7 separate regions of the Mus musculus genome follow, and all the other regions are linked to region 1. The links are chromatin contacts, called in public HiChIP or PLAC-seq and promoter capture Hi-C maps. All regions are on one chromosome and are shown on one strand. The core of a region is the stretch at or near the end of the contact, and the rest is flanking DNA. Distances in the headings are between cores, read along the strand shown.

Region 1 (2,560 bases), core at 36-2,535:
CTGCTGATGGTCCTAGCCCTCTTGAGAAATGTCATGACCCTAGAAAGACAACACAGCAAGCCGCCACCTCTGGCTTATTGTCGAAAATAACGGCAAGAACTTAGACTCAAGCGCATCAATGATGAGTGAAAACTGCTAACTCAGCAGCCATACCCACTGGTCCTGTCCATCCGCAGAGCAACCTGTAGACGACACCCGGGGCTGCAGGCAGAATGAGTGGAAGCTATTTGGGGTCACATAGGACTGTGTGAGGGGAGGAGGTGACTTTGTCTTTGAACTTGGGGAAACTCCAAACATTCCATACTAACCTGTTAGTTATTTCCTCCTAAAAAAACTAATAGCAGGAACTTGCAAACAATTAATACTCTCCTTATCTATGACTGGTACATCAGCAACCAACAAAAACACATGAAATATCCCATCTGCAGCATTCAACACAAGTAAATAAAATTCAATTTGAAAACAAATGCTTTGATGAGTGCTTATATCACAGCCAATTTTAATAATCAATTTTAGGTAAATATTTGTAACCTAATCCATACTACAAATTTTAAATTAATAATACAAAATAAGACAAAATTATTATTAGGAAAAAAACCATATTCATGTTTGAAATAATAAAAAATTTGCACATATTTACATATAGACTTAAAGAGAGGTTAAGTGTATACATGTCAAAAATGGTTATAAACTGTGTTTTTACTTTAAATCTCCCTTTGATATATAGTTAAAAAAAATCAAACATTATATTTTGCATGTTAGGATCCGAAGTTTACCCACCGGGCTCAGTAGTTTTAGCACCAGACACTCGTGCATTGCCAGAGAGGCAGGCATGCAAACCCTCCCAAATAAACTAAAGCAGGTAACCTGTTGTGCCGCCAGCCCAAAGAGAAGGAGCCATACAATGTACCACAGCACACCCGCCAGCATGCGTCTCCCTTACCTACAGCTTGGTCACAGAGCCCTGACCAGGGTGTTGCTTGCTGAGGTCTGGAGTGGTGGCTTAGAAGACAGGTGACTTCCTGCACACACACTGCGAGTATGGCACAAGCTATCTTCCACCCGTGTGCTACGCCTGCCTCACAGCTAGTCGCCAGCAGCCCAGCTCGCCGCCGCTGCAAACATCTCATTAGACTAATGCATTCAGTACAGGCAGAACACTCGATTTACCATAGCTACAGCAGTGAATTTCCATTACGATGACAGCTTCAACCACATCATGTCCGGAAAACCAGCCAACCGCTGGCTTCTAAAGAACACACACACATTTTACATGCAGAAAGCGAGGACTCTGTGTGTGTGTGTGTGTGTGTGTGTGTGTGTGTGTGTGTGTGTGTGTGTGTGTGTTATTTCTTTCCTCTGTACAGACAGACCAGCTAAGAGAAATACACAGCACAGCTTTTTGTGAACAGCAGCCGCCAGGTAATGATACTTCTGCTTCTTAGATAGTTACTTCCTTGTAAGAAACTGAATTATGTCACAATAGTCAGAATGGGTGTTTCCTGCATTTCAGTTTTCATTACCCCTCCTCCGTTGCCATAGAAACCAGACTGTAACATCATCTCTTTGTCCCAGTCTTGCAGCAGTGAGGGCCACACCAGGCTTATAAGACTGTTACGATCTGACAAGGCTAATGTTTGGCTTTGGGGGGAAAAGAAGAAGAAAGAAAGAACAATGGTATACCAACAGAAAGCCTGTGTGTTGTCAGAGGTGTGGACCTGTACTGATGACACACTGTGGCTGTACCTGTTAGCTCTAAAGCTGCCTATCCTACGTTTAATCCACATCTGTGTGTGCACATCTGGAAGTGTTTCTCCATGCCCAAACACTCTTGGGACCTGCCTGGGAAAGGGCTGCTGTCTCTCCTCCATACCCACTGCCTGTCCACTAAACCAGTTTACACCAGAGAAGGTGCCTTTTCTCCTCCCTTCTTTTTATAAAGTGAGTCGAGGTTTTCTGCTGCTGACTTGACTCATCTGGGGAAATGGGATGTGTCTCAAGTGTGTCTTATAAGATACCTGGTTTACAAATACAGGCTGTCTACCGGGTTTGCTTTTAGGGACAGGGAGCATGCTTGTAGCCAGGACTGACATTAAACTAATTTGGAAGGTCTGGGTCACAGCTTAGCCAGTTACTGAGTATGAAAAATTAAAAAGGACCTACAATTTGAATGCATATGTAGTGTGAAGTAAATTTGTCCCCTCAAATTAAATAGATACAGGAAATTGATGTTTTTTTTAAGTCAAAGCATTATCCTTACTAAGAAAGAAGGAATTCCCTGGGTGGCATGTGTCCTTTCTGCCTAGGTCCGCTGCCTGCCACAGCCCTGACTCCTCTGCCCCAAGGTGGTTCCCAGGCTGGCCGGGGCCTGGCCCAGCTTGGATGGCAGTCTCCATTCCTACCAAGTGCCATAAAGAGTCAAAAATTTGTACCAACAGTGTAGTATGTGTCCCCTTTGACATCCAAGGGAATCAAAGGCTGATTAGTGAAACAAGATTGGCCCATAGAAGCTCTCAATAAATTTCTATTTTATGAAAGATACAGACAGTTTGGCCCAAGT
Region 2 (2,560 bases), core at 45-2,544, 1.6 Mb after region 1:
AGTGGTTACAGGGTGGAGTACAGCAGATCTCTCCTCATGCATGTCAGGCAACTTTTCTAGGTCACTGCTGGACTTTTGGATACCAGCATGTGGGCTCTGTCCATGAACTTCCTCCAGCTGCCACGTCCCCTCTGTTTGAGCTCAGGCAAATTGGAAGTTCCAAGACACCGAGCTCTGCCTAGCAGGCTTCAACCAGTAATACACGGGAGTTGGCGAGTAAACACAACGTCCCTCCCCGCCTGCTCCCCCGAAAGGGAATGGTTCCAAGGTATGTACTCCCCATTTCCCAGTGAGTTTAGCTGACAGAGAAGCTTGTGTGACAATACCCCCTTTTCCAAGAGCCCCTCCCTGCCCAGCTTCTGTTCCTGGGATCACCCTTATAGAAACAACTTGGCACATTTGTTTGTTATCAGTTTGGCTCCTGGGTGATGTAAACTAAGAAAATTCTCAAAGGGAAGTGCTCCATTGTAGTATAAAATAATAATGGAAAACAATATTTGAAAATCAGAACTATTTATTTTTAAAAAGTGACTTTCCTAAACCAAAATGCTCTGCAGATGTTTAGCTTGCATTGGGAAGAGCTGGTTTCCATTGTGAAATGGAAAAGTTAAAAGATGCAGTTCAAGATGGAGATAAGTGGATCTCTGGGGCTTGCTGGCTTAGCCTCTGGCTTACACGCACACGCACGTACCCCCCCACCCCCCCACCAGCATAAAATGCCATAACTGAGACTCCTGCCCTCTTTCTTTCTAGTTTCTCAATAAAAAAGATATATCAAACTGAAACAAAACCAATAATAGATAATAGATAATCATACTCTAAAAACCTTGTAACGTCCTGCCTTGAATCTACAGCAAACTTTAATATCCTCTTCAGCTATTTGTTTGTATTTTAATAATTACCTTTTTCTTTTCAGTATGAGAGCCCTCTAGCGGTGAATTCTGGAATATAGCGAGGGGTCCCTGTGAAACCTAGCACTTCCTGCCTGTGCTACTTTAGCGGCCACTGTTACCCTTTGGGGCAGGCAAGTCTTTAGTCCGCATTTGTGAGATAAATACCTTAGCTAAAAGGAGAACTGGTTTTGAAAAGTCGATTTATGAAGAGATCGTGGTTTAACTTTGCAAGAAAAGCAACTGGTGTGGGGTCCCCGCCGGAAGTGTACTTTCCTGCAACTGATGGCAAAATGCACCCAGAATGTGGACAATTCCCTGCCTCTGCTTACCTGTGGACCGGGGACGCGACAGCAGCTATCTTCTGAGGCTCTACTGAGGCTCTAGGTAGCTGTTAGGCGGTTGCCTTGGAAACCTGTGGGCGGCGTGCAGAGCCTCTTGGAGGGCGGGGCCTCGGGAGGTGGAGCTGTAATTCAAAGTGAATTCTTAAGCCTGTGTTTAAATGTAGTCATAATTATAAAACACCTTTCCCAAAGTGTAGAGGTGACCAACAGAGCGAGTGCATATATTACCTACTTATGCCCAGACAGCAAACGCGAAAACCTTATCTTAACTAGAACTGACTCTTAACAGCAGCGCGCTCGCCCTACACAGCACGGTCCCTTTTAGAATTCAGACCGTTAGCCTCACACATAAAATGTGCAAATACCAAAGGCGCCACATTTATGTAATTAAGAAAGATTTGTGGGCCATACAGCCACAATATTAACTTTATTGACTTTCGTGGAGATAAAATAGGCGACAAAACAGGGGAAAATCACAGGCATCCAGGAGACAGGTTTCGGGAAAATAAAGAGTATATAGGAAGAAACAGACCAATTACAACACGGAGAAACCGCTCCAAAAGGAGAACCCAATCATCTGATTTCTTTTCTTTAAAGGTCAACATAAGTCAGGTTCTTTTTCTTTCTTTCTTTTTTTTTTTTTTGCCTGCCCTTAAGAAAGATGGCACCCTTAGCGTCCGCCCTCAGCAACCCCGTGATCCTGTAGCCCCGCCCCTCCGGTTTGGGCTGGGCTGGTTGGGAGGCGGGGCTGAGGGAATCCGGAAGCAGCCGGCGAGCCCGCTGCTGAACGTTTGGTGTTCTGACACTGTTTTTGTCAGCTGTGTCTGGTGTGCTGGAGGTCTGCGGGGTCTCCTCGCTCTGTCTCCAGGGGGAACCCCGCCGCTGTCACGACCTGGGCCGCGGCCTGGTGCCCTGTGGCGGGGCCGCCATTGGCTGGAGCCATGCCCACGGCCGCTGCCCCCATCATCAGCTCGGTCCAGAAGCTGGTGCTGTATGAGACCAGAGCTGTGAGTACCCACAACGACGGGACGGGGCGGGAGGACTGCGCTGCGGGGATCGGGGCACCCTGTGGGGTCGTCGGGAAGAGGCAGCACCCCGTACTCCCTCCTCTCCTCCCAGCGCCGCTGCAGGCTCGGCCGCCAGGGCCATGCAGTCAAGCACTGGATGGTTTGCAGGTCTGTCTTGCTTAGGAACATGTGGCTGGCTGGAAGAAGTGCGTGCAGACAGGTGCTGTGGCACACAGGAACTGCACACAGCTTCTGAAAGAGTTCCTCTTTTCTGCTTTCCCATAATCTTGAAGTTCTTGAGTCCACTCCTTACAGTAAA
Region 3 (2,560 bases), core at 22-2,521, 1.4 Mb after region 1:
CCATTGGCTTTTCTTGGTCTTCCCCGTTTCCGTTTCAGAGGATCGTTCTTCTTATTGGAAATAACCACCACTGGCGTCCCAGTGCAGTTCAAAGCTGGTGGCTTTGGGGCGCTATGGTTATCCTGGAAGTCTGCGTATGCCTTTACCAGGTCATAGACTTTTAAGAACTGAGCAGTAGCCAGGATCTGCTCTGTCGTTTTCTCACTGGCATGTAGATAACCTGTATAGATAAATTCCAGCAGGATGCCAAAGGTGTCTGCAACCATGCCTTCCAGCATGTAGATAGACTGGCCAATCTCGCCCTCTTCCGCAAACATCATTGAGAAATACTCGCTACTGGCGGCCAGCAAGGCTTTATGGGCTCGGAAATGCACATTCTCCACGATTAAAGTAATATCACAAAGAAAGCCCTTCTTCCTTTGATCCTCCAGACTGGCCAGCACAGTGTCACTGTGAGTGTCTGAGTGTACCATAAGCTGCCCACAAGGCTCCGGGGTTGTGTCTGCCATTTTCTCCAGAAGACTCTGAAGAGGCTTAAATCTGAAATAAAAAATCAATGTTTATTTAGGAAGAAGTATTGCCTAACTAGACTGTTCGTGTTCCAGCTGTCACAACCCAGTTTTTTTTTTTTTTTTTTTTTTTTTTTTACATTATCACCTTCTACACTCTACTTGGAAAGCCAAGCCTTGGGTTCCTCCCCTTGTTGCGGCTACCCTGCTGGATGCCTCTCCAGTACCCACATAACCTCTTACGGTGGGGAATTTCCTCTGGAAATTAGAGAACGGGTTCAAAAGTCTGTACGGCCCTCCGGTCCGTTAACTTTGTAATTAAACTTTCAAAGTGTGGCGGCACAAAGTTGGAGTTGGGGGTGTGCTGCCTCGATGCTACACACGGAATAGCTGTTTCGACTATAGGAACATATATGAGAAATATGGGAACGAACCCACGCAAGGGAGATCTACGGTGAAATAACGCGCGGATTCAGAGGCCCCGCTCTGAGCAGCGGCGCCCGGAGCTCCGTCCCAGGCCTGGGGCCTGAGTCCCGCGGACGTTCCGCGGCCCAAGGCCCCGGGCCGAACCAACCGGCCGCGGACCTACCTGTCAGGGCCGCCCCGCAGGGACTTGCTACGGTCAGCCCACCCGGCTGCCCAGAGGGCACTAACCGGGCCTGTCGCCGGTCCCCGCCCCCGCCACCACTACGCTGTAGCTCCGGACTCCCGGCGTCTGTCAACCCGGAAGCGCGCACAAGGGCCGTAGCATCACGTGACCCCGGAGCCCCGCCCCGAGGGCGGGCTTTGCTGTGGAATCCGGAAAGGGAGGGTCTGGTGCGGAAACCTGCCAATCTGCGGAAATTTACCTCCAGTTACCCCGCTGAGTTTCCTTTAGACCTCAGTAGACACCACATCCGCTGATTAGATGCTGAGCATAAAGACGGCGGTGGCTTCAATCAGCAGATATTTACCTCCTGAATGAATCCTCTTCCTCGCTTTCCTTCCCAAGTTACTCATCCTCAGCTCTGTGTTTATCCATAAAATGGAGGTGTTAACCTACCTGGTACGGTTAGAATGAGCTTAGTAAGTGCTTGGCTTGGCTAAAAAGACCGAAACGACCGCTGTTTTTATTTAGATTTATGGCACTTCTGAGAGACTATTGAGGGTTTCAGTTGTCTCAGGACAGTGTCGCTCCCTCTGAGACCTATGGGTATGGGAGAGTTCTCTAAATAAAAACCTGGGTAGGATCTGCTGTGGCTCTGTGTTCCGGACCAATGCTCCTAAGTCCCGCTCAGATTCGTTCCGGACCTACTCCAACTGTGCCAGCAGCTTCCGCTCAGCGTTTATGCATCGCGTGTACCTAATTATCTCTACTTTGTCCACTTCCAGATTATAAATTTGCCATCTATATTGCCCACAATTTGGAAACTAAAGATGGAATTACCAGCCGGACTCTTTCTTTCTTACTAGTTTTTATTAAAAGTGTAAGACCCCCAAAGCTGGGCCTCCGCTCAAGTCCCGGGATGAGCTGGCCAGCACCCCAGTGTCCCGAGAGAAAACCACACCTGATGCAAACTGCAAGAGGTTTTATTATCAGCTAGCTGAGGACGAAGTGTCTCCCTAAGTGTCTCCGCATTAGAGATCAGGGAAAACAAGCTTGGGGAACGTCTAGGGGCTTTACCTTCCAGGGAGAAACGCTCTAAGTTGGGGTCTCACAAAAGCAGCTCATACCACACAGGTATGAGCTCTGTGGTTTCCCCCTTATCTTTACAGAGTTATCTAGTGCACTCTATCCAGAGCTCCCTCGAAATCGGTCAGATATGTGGGCGTCCGAGTGGGATGCCAGGAGAGCTTTGCTTGACTTCTGCACTCCAGAAGGAACAAGGGTGGTTGTGGGATTGGGGATTTTGTTCAGTGATAGAGCACTGGGTTCTGGATTCTGCCCTCAGCACCGAGAGGAAAATAATAATAATAATGATAATGATAATAATGATAAAAAGACAGAAAGAACAAGGGTCAGTCTTTCAACTTTGCTTTCACATAGGTTTTTGTTTGGTTTTCTGCTGAAA
Region 4 (2,560 bases), core at 16-2,515, 1.4 Mb after region 1:
GTTCAACTGCGGCTGCCTCACAGACACACACCCATTTCTTCCTAAGTCTCTGTTCGCCAGCGCCCTTTGGCGAACTTAGTGCCACGCTGGTTGTAGGATGTGCCTCTCCCCAAAGGCAAAGTTCTTTTCCACGTGCTTGCCTCCTGACAAGGGGCAACACTGCCTGTGTAGATTCCACTTCTCAGCCACCCAAACTACCCTCACAAATAGCCTGAGAATGTTGTGACTGTTGTCTGCATGACAGACCTTCTGACTCACTGTGGTCAAAACACTTCCCCTGAGAAGAGATTGCGTCGCTGCTCCAACGGGCTGTGGGAAGGAGTGGGGTTAGCAACCCCTTCCGCAGACCCTCACATCTAATCGACCCCTAGCCTCACTCCCACGGCGTTCCTCTGTGCTCTCCCAGGAATCTCTGGAGACAAGGCCTCTCTTTGTACCCCTTTCCTTCCCTCCAGCCCACACGCAGCTTAAGGGCTCTTGGAGGGCTTTCTCACGCTGCCACCGGAAGAGATGAAGAGTATGGGGGGATGGGTTGCTCTCGGTGGGAGAGGCAACTAGGTGGTGGGGTGGGGGGGTTGTGGGCCGATCTATCATCCCCCAGCAGCCCCTTCATTGCCCGCGTAGTAGGAGGAGGCAAAGGTTGCCCTAGGGGGTCACTAGGACAAGAGTGGATAGATCTTCAGAAAGGACAGGAGTCCCTCTTGGAAGTGGGAGACTGGGGGTTGGAGCGACCTCTGCTAAAGGAAATAAAAGAGGTACCCAGACTGGAAACAAGCACAAAGGATGTGCCATTGGTGGAGCGTCTAAAGGGATGGAGAGCTGGACCTTGAGCAGCGGGGGTGAGAGCTCCCAATACTCTAGACAGCAAAATCTGCACAAAGGCGCTCATCTGGGTAGGGCCGGCAAGAGGACCCGCCAAACCAGCCAGGCGTGGCTCCCTACCCCATTTCCCCGGAAGCGCTCCCCACCCCCTTCCTTATCCTCACCCCCAGCCCAGCGAGCAGGAGGACGCACAGCAGGCATCGCTGGATTACTTACCAGCGTTTCTGGGGCTGGAAGAGCCGCTTCCTGTCGGAAGGGTGTCCCAGGCCTAGGGGCAGAGGAAGGGGTGGCGCAGGGAAAGCAAGAGATGCCTGGTGGCAGAAACCGGGGAGTTCCAAAGAGTTTGGACCGCAGCGCCAGCGCAGAGCACAGAGGAAGACTTACTCCGAACCTCCGTACTCCGCAGTCCTCCTCTGGGGACAGCCTGGGTCCCGCCCACGCCTGCCGGGTGGTGCTGTAGGGCGTGGTTCTGCCTACACCAGGGGCTGCTGGGGGCCTCCAAACGGTCTGGCCAGGCAGGGACAGGGAGAGCAGAGACTTGAGTGACCGTGCCTGAGTCCGCCCCGGTGGTACCCACGCTGTAGGCCACTTCCAAGAGCTGGCCGAGCGGGCGCAGGCCTCCGGCAAGAAGTTTATTGAAGCTGCAAGAACCGAGAGTGGCGCCAGATGTCTGAGCTCTCTTCACCTCTCCCACCGATAAATTCACACCCCTGGCGCCACAGGCGATCCAGTTGCGGGGGTCCATCTCTCCTGGGACAGGTCGGCTGGCTCCCAGGCTCAGGCTAAAGACAAAGCTTAAAGTCCTGGTCCACATCTTTCAACCAGGTACACACACAACCAGGTGTGTGTGTGTGTGTGTGTTTTCAACTAAGAAAAACAGGATGGTAAGGGTATGTGGGAGAGGATAAAACTTCAATGTGCAGAACTAAAGTCAAGACTCAGACAATGCTAGGGAACTTTGGAATCAAATTCTTAGTATTTCCTGTTAAGAAATTGTAGCATGAAAGGAATTGTTCAAAATCAAGCAGCTTTAAAGTTAATAAAACAGCAGTTCTCATTTATTGCATGAGCATTAACAAAACCTATTTTACTGAAATGTCAATGAGGCTTCATGACTGCACATGTTCACCAGCCAGTGGCATGGATGCTATCAGCCCCAGGCCTTTCTGGATCCCAACCTACCACTGTTAAACCACGGGACTGAAATAAGGTTTGACATCATGAGGAAGTAAAATCGCTACCCCAGAAGTGCTTAACCTAGGAAAAAATGGCTACATCTCTCTTCTTGAGGTCCAGGGACCAACAAAAGCCAAGGTCCAGTGGCTATCTTTTTGGGTTTGTGTTTGAATAAATCATTTTGCATTTTGTCCAGATATACTGGGGTACCCAGTAAGTCCTGAGCTCTAAACACACACAGCTGCAGCTGATAAGAAGGCAGAGAGAGAAGCAAGAGGAAATGCCAGCCCTCTGCCAGGAGAGGCCAACAATCCAGCCAGGCCACACACTTTGGAAGCCAGGAAGCCTTTGAGCTGGGCCCACTTGTGTTCCTGAGAGTGACATCATTTTGCTTGGAACAAATTTGCAGAATGTCATACACACCCATACTTAAACACACAGTGTAAAAAATGTTCTAAAAAGCCCAGTAGAGATGGGCTTCCGGCTTTCAGGATCATGCCTCTCCCTTTTATTAGCAGATGGACTACAGCAACTTACTGTGTCTTGTTTACAAAGACCCAGG
Region 5 (2,560 bases), core at 26-2,525, 1.3 Mb after region 1:
ATTATACAAGGCAATTAACTTGTATTTCCAGGCTTCTCTTAAAACAATATGAAGAACCCACACATTACAAGTCTGGGAGGAAATTGTCAAGTAGGTAGGAGTCAAACAATATTTTACTTTATCACTTTAACCGTGATAGAGATTCCCAGAACTGTTCTGTAATTTACTTTGTTCATTTAAAAATATCTGTTACCCTAGCATCCTTCTAACAAAAAATCGGGAACTACTTAGTTTTATTCATATTAAAAAAAAAAAAAAAAAAAAAAAACCAAAACCCTAGAGAAGGCACTAGGACAAGTCAATCTTTAGGTTGAGAAGCGCAGTTACTAGATTAAGAGCAATAACCAACTTAAAGCACGTCGTGTTTTCACCTCATTACTTCAAATTTACCTTCTGTCTCATTTGCGTCGTCACGGCCTATGCCAATTTGTACAAGCCTTAACGAACCCTAGAGTTGAACAAAAGGCGTGTTCCTTGATCGGATTTCAGAAAAACGGACAGACTGAATTTCAACCTAACTCCACAGCCTTAAAACACAGGCCCCCGGGAGATCACATCTTGCTCTTTATATGTCCCTAGGTTTCACTTCTCATCATCCGCCACAAGCCTCGTTCTTCCCTTACCACTCAAATCTCAGATACAGCCAACACCGCTCAGCTAAGTCAACGTGAAGTTACAGGAGGCTCGCTGGTGGGAGGGGGCAAAGGGACACCCAACTCATCTCTAAATGTCCCCCACCTATCCCGAACTCCTTCATTAGAAACTTCCGGAGAAGTTTCGAGGGGAGGACAAGAGTCTGTCCCACGAGCCCAAAGTTTGCGCACCCCGCCGACCGCGGGGCGCGTCGCCTCGTCCAATTACTCCTAACTGCCACCGCGGAAGCAAGCCACGTCGCCGTCCCGAGCTGCGGCGCGGAGTTACCAGGCGCTTGGGGGGATGGCGCCTCTGAGGGCAACGCTCGCGGCCTAGCTCGCCTGTCGCCTTCGCCCCCCACCCCGTCGGGCCGCCGTCCTCCGGCCGGGCGGCCATGTTGCGCGAGTCCCCACCGGCTCGGCGCGTGCGGCGGGCGCCCACCTGGTAGCACGGTGGGCATTTGCGTCGTCGGGACCACTTTGGTGGTCGTGGTCGGCACCTCGGTCACGTTGGGAGCCAGGGTGGTGATGTTGGGCTGCGCGGCCGAGACGCAGAGCACGGCGAGGCAGGTGGCGGCCCAGAGCAGTCGGCGGGAGGAGCCCGACATTGTGTCTTCAGCCCAGGCGTCCGGGAGAAAAGCTGCGGCAAAGCAGGCTCCGTCTAGCACTGCGTCCCTGCGGCGCCGCCCCCCGAGAAGCCCGCCCCGCGGGAGCGCGCGCCGGTCACGTGAGCAGCCCGGCGGGGCGGGGCGGAACGGGCGAGACCACTAGGAAGCCGGCCGGAGGGAGAGAAGCGGCCGCGGAGACCTCTAGGGCAGCAGTCCGTGCGTCGCAAGCCGTCCTTCTTGTCCTGGGAGGATCACGCGCGGCACAATGGAGCTTTCCTCACATCTGCACCACGGATGATCTCCCCCCGCCCTGGCAAGGATGGAACTGCCCACGTGACGTAGCGAGGGGCGTCCACCTGCGCCGCCTGGGAGGCGGGCCGCGAGGTGTCACGTGACCCCTCGGTAGCGCGCTGCGGGTAAGAAGCCCGGAGGCTCTGAGACCGCTGAGCTTGAGTTCTGCTGACCGCGCTCGCCTAGGGCTCTGTAGGAGCCGCCTTTTCTTCCGTGAAGCTTGATTTATTTTTAAGTGTGAATTTTTGTTTTTGAGAGTTCGGGGACTCAGTAATGACGGAACCACGGGATCCAAGAGTTTGCCGGGCCACTGGTTCAGTGCCCGTAGCTGTGGGTGGGACCGAAAGTGATCTGTCCCGGACGCTTCCTTGTCGTAACCGCCACCGGTGCCCTTGCCTCACCTGCTTCTTCCGAGTCACTCAGAGATCCGCAGTAGGGATCGATCTGTCCCAGCCCCAATCACTGTGGTCAGAGAGGAAGACGGCTAGGGATGAAAAGCCTTCGTGCCTCTTCCTATCCCCACATCACGAGCGACGAAGTATGAGACTTGGGGAAAGTGACCTGACCCTGACACTAGGATAGCATAGTGGCAGAACAGGCATTTTCAGTGCCTGTTGGCGGACTCTGGCTCTCTTTAGTCGTGAGCGCCATCTGATGCCGGGTCTCACAAAATAATCAACGCTTGACATGCTTATAGTAGGTGGTTTTGGTTTTTTTTTTTTTTTTAAATGAGACTTGAAAATGATAGGTAGAGCTAGGAATGTAGTTCATTTGGTAGAACGATTGTCCCTCATGCAAGAGTCCCTGGGTTTTGCACTATGCTGTCTTGATTGTTTAGCGTTTGCCATATTTTATGTTACAATTTTAATGTCATAATTTTAATTATGCATGTGACCCTAATAACAAGAATATCAGATGTTTCGGTGGTGTCTGTTTCGCTGTAGTATGCATTTTAAAAAATGACTCTAAAAGCATTTTTACAACTTTAGCGAAAGATTGAAAGCCCTTATTTCTGCCAGTAATGAATTT
Region 6 (2,560 bases), core at 31-2,530, 1.3 Mb before region 1:
CCATGCAATAGGAGTACACATTTTTTAATGGCCAGAAGCAAGAATATAAATAATTTTCACACACTAATACCGAGTGGAGGTATTTTCTTTCCTTTTGTTGTTGTTTTGTTTCATTTTTGTTATGTTTTTTGGTTTGTTTTGGTTTTGGTTTATTGAGACAAGGTTTCTCTGTGTAGCTCTGGCTGTCCAGGAACTCACTCTGTAGACCACCAGGGTGGCCTGAAACTTACAGAGATCTGTCTGCCTCTGCCTCTCAAGTGCTGGAATAACAGGCATGTGTTCCTGGGCCCACCATGATTTGTATGCTTTAACCACAATGTAGTCTATATCTTGTAACAAACGTAAAGAAAATAATGGAATAATAATGCATGTTCTCTGGATGAGTAAGTGAAGGATTGAAATCATGAGCTGCATCTGCAAAGAAGCGAAGAAGAAGGCTTTGCAGCGTGGTGGCATTCCGTTTTAGAGCAGTGGTCTTAAGCCTCTTCGTATGTTAATGATGTCCAAAGGATTGTTACTGAACTTCCTTCGCTTAATACCACTGCCTTTGCATATTAGTGCTGCTTAAGTAAAGAAAGTTACTAGCAGTAAAAGATGTGACGCATACCTTATGGGTCTGACGTTCAATTCACTGTGAGGCGTATATTGAGCCCTTTCAGAACTGCAAAGCTTCGCTAATGTCCTTCTCCGTGTGGTTTTTAATCCCTTGATGCTTTACGGGATGCGAATCCAAACTAATTCTTCAGACTCTTGAGGAGAGTGGAGAAGTTGGCACTCCCGTGCTTACAAACAGCATCACAAACCGCCCAGCACGTGATTGCCCAAACCACCCAGAGTGAAGGAGTCCTAATTGCTGGGCGGCCTGGACAGGGGACGTGCCTCTCCCATCCTTCTCCAGATGGGGTTGGCTAAGCAGCCACTCACCCAGCCAGCCGGATTGCCAAGAGCTGCCAAGGAACTCCAGTGGGTGACCCACTGCAGCTGCACCCCTGCTATTACAGAAACCGGACCAGGCTCCGGTTGGGGGGGGGCAGTTCCCGACATGTCCGGTAGGGGGCGGCGCTGCGCCGCATCCGGGGGCGAGGGGCGGGATTGTGGTACCCGAGGCTCCCGAGACCTCTGCACCTGGCCGCGCGGGGGCACTGTGGAGCGACCCAGCCAGCTCCCGCCTCCCAGCCTTGCTTAGTCGCTGTCCTTTAACCCTCCACTGTCCCTCGCAGGGGCAAGGGGGCGGGGTCCGGCGCCGAGCGTGATAGGGCAGGCAAGCGAGCGCCCAGGTGAGTTCTTCCAGCACCGCTGGGCCCCGGGGAGGACTGAGTCTGAGCCCGCAGAAGAGGCACAAGAGGAGATGCCGTTGTCGCCACCATCGCAGGGCGACCCCAGGGAGGCCAGCCCGTCCAAGGCCCCCAAGAAACACCCCACCTTCCATATCTGGCGCTCCAAGAAGAAGCAGTCTCCATCGTCCAGCTGTGGGGTGTTTATCCCTCACCCGCCCGGGGCTTTCGGGGAGACCAGGTAAGCGCTGAGTGTTCCGATCCCCTCCTGCTCCGTGGCTCAGCCGGTTTTGCAAAGTTCGTCCCGCCCCGAAACTATACCACAGGGTCCAGGACCCTCAGCCTGTACTCTAGAGTCTCATTCATGGGACCTTAGTTTTGACTTTCTTAAGTCTGCACCTGCAGCTGAGAAAAGCAGGGCAGCCAAGGGTTGGAATCAAAAATGAATGCCTTTAGGAATGCCTTGGAGCTCTGGAAATACTCTAATTTTAGCGCCTTAATCGTAAAGTACCTCATGTTCATGGATATTAGTCTCCACTATTCTCACAGATCCAGAGGAGGAGGAAGTAGAGGGGCTAGCTGACTCTATTAAATGGATAGAGAAAAGGTGGCCTTGGGGTAAATGTCCCCCAGAGACTCAGTGAGTAGCCAAACCAGGGAGTACCTCGTTCTTAAAATATAAGGATTGCGACTGTACCTTAGTGACAGGGTGCTGGCCCAGCTTGTGACAGTCCCAAGGTTCACGTCTCAACACCAAAAGGAAAAAAACTTGGCTCCTGTTTTAAATTATACATAGATTGTGTGTGTGTGTGTGTGTGTGTGTGTGTTGGTTTTATTGTGCATGTGTAACTTTCAGTTATCCTATCAGAATTGATGGTTAGTTTCCTGTCTATCAAAATGTAATAACACACGACTCTTGGTATTTTATTCAAGAGAAAACAAACTGATACCAAAGTGACAAGTAGATTTTCCTTCTCGAACCTTTCTGTGTTTTAGGCCATCAGGAAACACTTCATTCTGTCCTTCAGAACTCCGAGGAACTCTGTGTTAACAAAAGCTCTGGAAACAAATGTACTTGCCAGCCCTTGGGATATTTTTCTAGTCTGGGCATCTTTACAAGCATTTCACTCCACCTGGGAGGAAGTTCTAGAAGTTCAAAGCAGACGGCCAGATGATCAGTGCAGCTTCCACTGCGCCCAGGTCCTAGCACAGACTTTATTGTTGTTGTTTTCATTATCACTTAGAGTCCCAGGTTTAGCCCAGACCCAACGGAACCTTCACCCTCA
Region 7 (2,560 bases), core at 45-2,544, 1.1 Mb after region 1:
ACCTGTAGCTGTAAAGGGTTGCACCACTTGGCTCCCAGTGGGTCGAATGCATGCAGGCGCGTACACACACACACACATACACCATCTAATTTTTGACATGTGTGACTAGCTCAAAGGCTGGGCACTCCTAAACCTTCCCTTAATAGCAAATGACCTCCTGCAGTATTCCTGAGACTCCTAAACTTCCGCCTGTCACCCTAATCCCCGAATTGGCCACTTTCCTGCATTCTTACATGGCTTGTTGGCTTTCTCTCCTGCAGCTCTTATGTCCCATCCTTCTCCCCCAAGTCTTCCTTCTCCTCCCTCCCCCACCTCTCGCCCTAGCCCATGCAAATCTAAGGGTCTTGCCCCATATCCCTTTGCCCAGCCATTGGCCGCTGGTATCTTTATTAATCGATCAAAAACCAATCGGGGACAAGGACCTTCAGCATTTGGACATGCAGATTCCCAATTTGAGGACCAGGTTATTTCAAAGCATTGGAACCAATCCCCAATATAGACCTGTCCTGAGAACTTCCCATCACAGCCCTTGCTGTGTCTGAATTTGTGCCCAGCCTCCCACCCCCACCCCCAAGGTCTCCACCTAAAAGTTTGTTTTAATGGGGTTTGGGTATTGCAGAGACCTATCGGGAATGAGCATAAATCACCTTTGCAGAAGAGTCTTTTTTGTGTGTGACGTAGGAAGTCAGAGCAAGGGCTTTCACATGGTAGGAAGCACTCCACCATTGAGCGACATTCCCAGAATGATTTAAACATGAACTTCAAAGAATTCCTCAGTTCTATGAAATTAATTGAAAACCAAGAATTCTACAATAAGGCTCACTGGTGGAGTACCAGTTAGGGATGTGCAAGGCCTGGCTGTAATGCAAAAAATGAAGACATATGAAATGGAAATTCCAAGATGCACTGTGATCACACCTGTAATCCCTGCTCTCCGGAGGCTGAGGAGGGAGGCTCTTAAGTTCATGATCTGGGTGCTTTGAGCAAGACCCACTCACAAAAACGAAATCGCTGACCATAAATTAACCAGCCACTGCAAACAGGTAGCAGACCCCACACATGACAGAGATTGAGTTCTCAAATTATCAAAGAAAAGTAAGTTTGTCGAGAGACTTTTCTGTAAGAATATGCTGCTAGCAAGCTACTTTTAGAATGACGGCTTTGCTTCTGTTTACCATTCCAGAGGACAGAGCCCACCAAGGTCGGGGGGGCAAGGCGGCTGGAGCTTGAGGCCCACCCAGCAGTTAGGAACAGGAAGTAGAACAGGAAGTGTGGCTAGGCGCTCCTCTCAAAGCCCGCCCCCAGTGATTACCTCCTAAAAGTTAGAGCATTCTTGGCTTGCTGGAGAGTGAGTGACTGAGACTCAAACTCAGCAACCTCTAAGAAAGTGAAGTCATGTCCAGTGAGATTAGAGAAAAACCGTCCTGTTCCGCCTGCCTCTGCAGGGAGTTTGGCTGCGCTTCCCACAGAGCTGACTCAGACGCTGAGGCAGGTGCTGGGCTTCAAGGAAGCAGAGACGCCACTCCCAGAGTGGAAGTGCAGGCTGAGGTATGAGAAGGCCGAAGCTGACTTCTGGGCCCCCGGAAATCAGGAACAAAGTATTGGGGGTCCACAGGGCCTCAATGGGGCTGGGACTGGGGGCACCCAAACTCATGGGCATCTGGGTGTCACTGAGTCTCGAGGAGTTGGGAACAGAGTCAGGGGCCTGCGGGCTGAGGACAGCATCTAGTCTGGGGTGGGGACCAAGGGGAGCTCTGGTTTAACTCAGCAGTGATTGTCCTTAGCTTTGTGGTGGTTGTGGCTTGAAGCGCAGAGAAGCCTTCTACAGGAGAATTAAGCGCGGTAGTCAAATGCCTTCTTCATGGCTCCCCACGGCAGATCTTGATGAAAGAGACAGTCCACTGTTCTAAGCTGTTTATTGACGACTGCTCATCGTGGAAAATGGATACATACCGTACCATGCCAACTTCTCGGGTGGACCCGAGATTAAATACCTTTTGCTGGGAGATAGAATGTCTGGAAAGGGAAGCTTATTGGCTAAACCCTCAGGGCCTGTAGGTACTTCATTAGCATGGAGAACTCTGTTCTGTGCCTACATGACCACAGATCAAGCTTCCTTATGTGTCGAGTGCGACTTGTATTCCAGGCCTGGAATCTGGCAGGGAGCGGTGGAGTTGCCTAAATCTCAGGTATATGTCCACCAGGTCTCTGGGTCTCAGACCCACTCTACCTTACCAAGCTTCTTGTCATGGTTTTACCATCCCACAGAGAAGCAATAGTCAAAATCAGTGACAGCTGGGACATTTCTCACACTGATGTAGGAAGGTTTTAGAAGATAAATAAATCCCAAATAGGGCTATGGAAAAAGAGAGTCACACCTAAACACACCATGACAGTTACTGCAAAGCTACAATAGTCCCCAGAGAGACAGCCAGCCAGCCATGCTGGGAAGGTGGAAGATAGAGAGAGCATCATAGTGCTTCCAACCCAGAACCAGACAGCAGCGTTACCTTTCTTCTTAAGACTGCTCAAGACTTACATTATTTTCCATTTGTATGTA

Evidence for each region. Promoter capture Hi-C pulls out the DNA fragments that hold promoters and counts their contacts. HiChIP or PLAC-seq counts read pairs in DNA pulled down with a chosen protein or histone mark. Capture Hi-C pulls out chosen DNA fragments and counts their contacts.
Region 2: a promoter capture Hi-C map of liver shows a contact between it and region 1, with 4 times the contacts expected there. The contact joins the promoter of Ak9 here to the promoter of Scml4 in region 1. A contact is called at or near these places in 2 of 39 promoter capture datasets (liver and neutrophils).
Region 3: a promoter capture Hi-C map of liver shows a contact between it and region 1, with 3 times the contacts expected there. The contact joins the promoter of Zbtb24 here to the promoter of Scml4 in region 1.
Region 4: a contact with region 1 is called in an H3K27ac HiChIP or PLAC-seq map of double positive thymocytes, with 6 times the contacts expected there. The contact joins the promoter of Mical1 here to the promoter of Scml4 in region 1. A contact is called at or near these places in 3 of 39 promoter capture datasets (liver, neutrophils and pre-B cells), 3 of 115 datasets of contacts at active chromatin or transcription factors (double positive thymocytes, memory CD8 T cells and regulatory T cell precursor) and 2 of 9 other capture datasets (adipose tissue and liver).
Region 5: a promoter capture Hi-C map of adipose tissue shows a contact between it and region 1, with 3 times the contacts expected there. The contact joins the promoter of Cd164 here to the promoter of Scml4 in region 1. A contact is called at or near these places in 1 of 39 promoter capture datasets (liver), 2 of 115 datasets of contacts at active chromatin or transcription factors (double positive thymocytes and thymic regulatory T cells) and 1 of 9 other capture datasets (adipose tissue).
Region 6: a contact with region 1 is called in a promoter capture Hi-C map of liver, with 3 times the contacts expected there. The contact joins the promoter of Crybg1 here to the promoter of Scml4 in region 1. A contact is called at or near these places in 3 of 39 promoter capture datasets (the 3T3-L1 cell line, hippocampal neurons and liver) and 1 of 115 datasets of contacts at active chromatin or transcription factors (large pre-B cells).
Region 7: a promoter capture Hi-C map of hematopoietic stem and progenitor cells shows a contact between it and region 1, with 4 times the contacts expected there. The contact joins the enhancer-like site here to the promoter of Scml4 in region 1. A contact is called at or near these places in 5 of 39 promoter capture datasets (hematopoietic stem and progenitor cells, hippocampal neurons, liver and 1 more) and 1 of 115 datasets of contacts at active chromatin or transcription factors (double positive thymocytes).

The regions. Positions count from the first base shown.
Region 1 is chr10:42,859,237-42,861,796 of GRCm38.p6, reverse strand. Scml4 (Scm polycomb group protein like 4) reads right to left here and starts at 1,285. Exons shown (of 9, transcript NM_172938.3): 1 at 944-1,285.
Region 2 is chr10:41,302,668-41,305,227 of GRCm38.p6, reverse strand. Ak9 (adenylate kinase 9) reads right to left here and starts at 1,294. Exons shown (of 40, transcript NM_001370813.1): 1 at 1,223-1,294. It overlaps Fig4 (FIG4 phosphoinositide 5-phosphatase), which reads left to right and starts at 1,987. Exons shown (of 23, transcript NM_133999.1): 1 at 1,987-2,241. The coding sequence starts at 2,176.
Region 3 is chr10:41,449,069-41,451,628 of GRCm38.p6, reverse strand. It overlaps Zbtb24 (zinc finger and BTB domain containing 24), which reads right to left and starts at 1,271. Exons shown (of 7, transcript NM_153398.3): 1 at 1,099-1,271; 2 at 1-540. The coding sequence starts at 509.
Region 4 is chr10:41,475,019-41,477,578 of GRCm38.p6, reverse strand. Mical1 (microtubule associated monooxygenase, calponin and LIM domain containing 1) reads right to left here and starts at 1,265. Exons shown (of 24, transcript NM_138315.2): 1 at 1,039-1,265. All of the region lies in intron 1 of Gm51797 (a long non-coding RNA gene), which reads left to right.
Region 5 is chr10:41,518,215-41,520,774 of GRCm38.p6, reverse strand. Cd164 (CD164 antigen) reads right to left here and starts at 1,275. Exons shown (of 6, transcript NM_016898.2): 1 at 1,075-1,275. The coding sequence starts at 1,240.
Region 6 is chr10:44,147,548-44,150,107 of GRCm38.p6, reverse strand. Crybg1 (crystallin beta-gamma domain containing 1) reads left to right here and starts at 1,280. Exons shown (of 22, transcript NM_001368305.1): 1 at 1,280-1,515. The coding sequence starts at 1,349.
Region 7 is chr10:41,751,000-41,753,559 of GRCm38.p6, reverse strand. All of the region lies in intron 2 of Cep57l1 (centrosomal protein 57-like 1), which reads left to right. All of the region lies in intron 1 of BC048559 (cDNA sequence BC048559), which reads right to left. Among named protein-coding and RNA genes, the nearest start is that of BC048559, 5.6 kb to the right of the region's middle. Within about 2 kb of position 1,294, at least 76 of the 459 cell types and tissues checked have an H3K27ac peak or open chromatin away from gene starts, as enhancers often do. A contact at or near this core is called in double positive thymocytes and hematopoietic stem and progenitor cells, where this site is marked.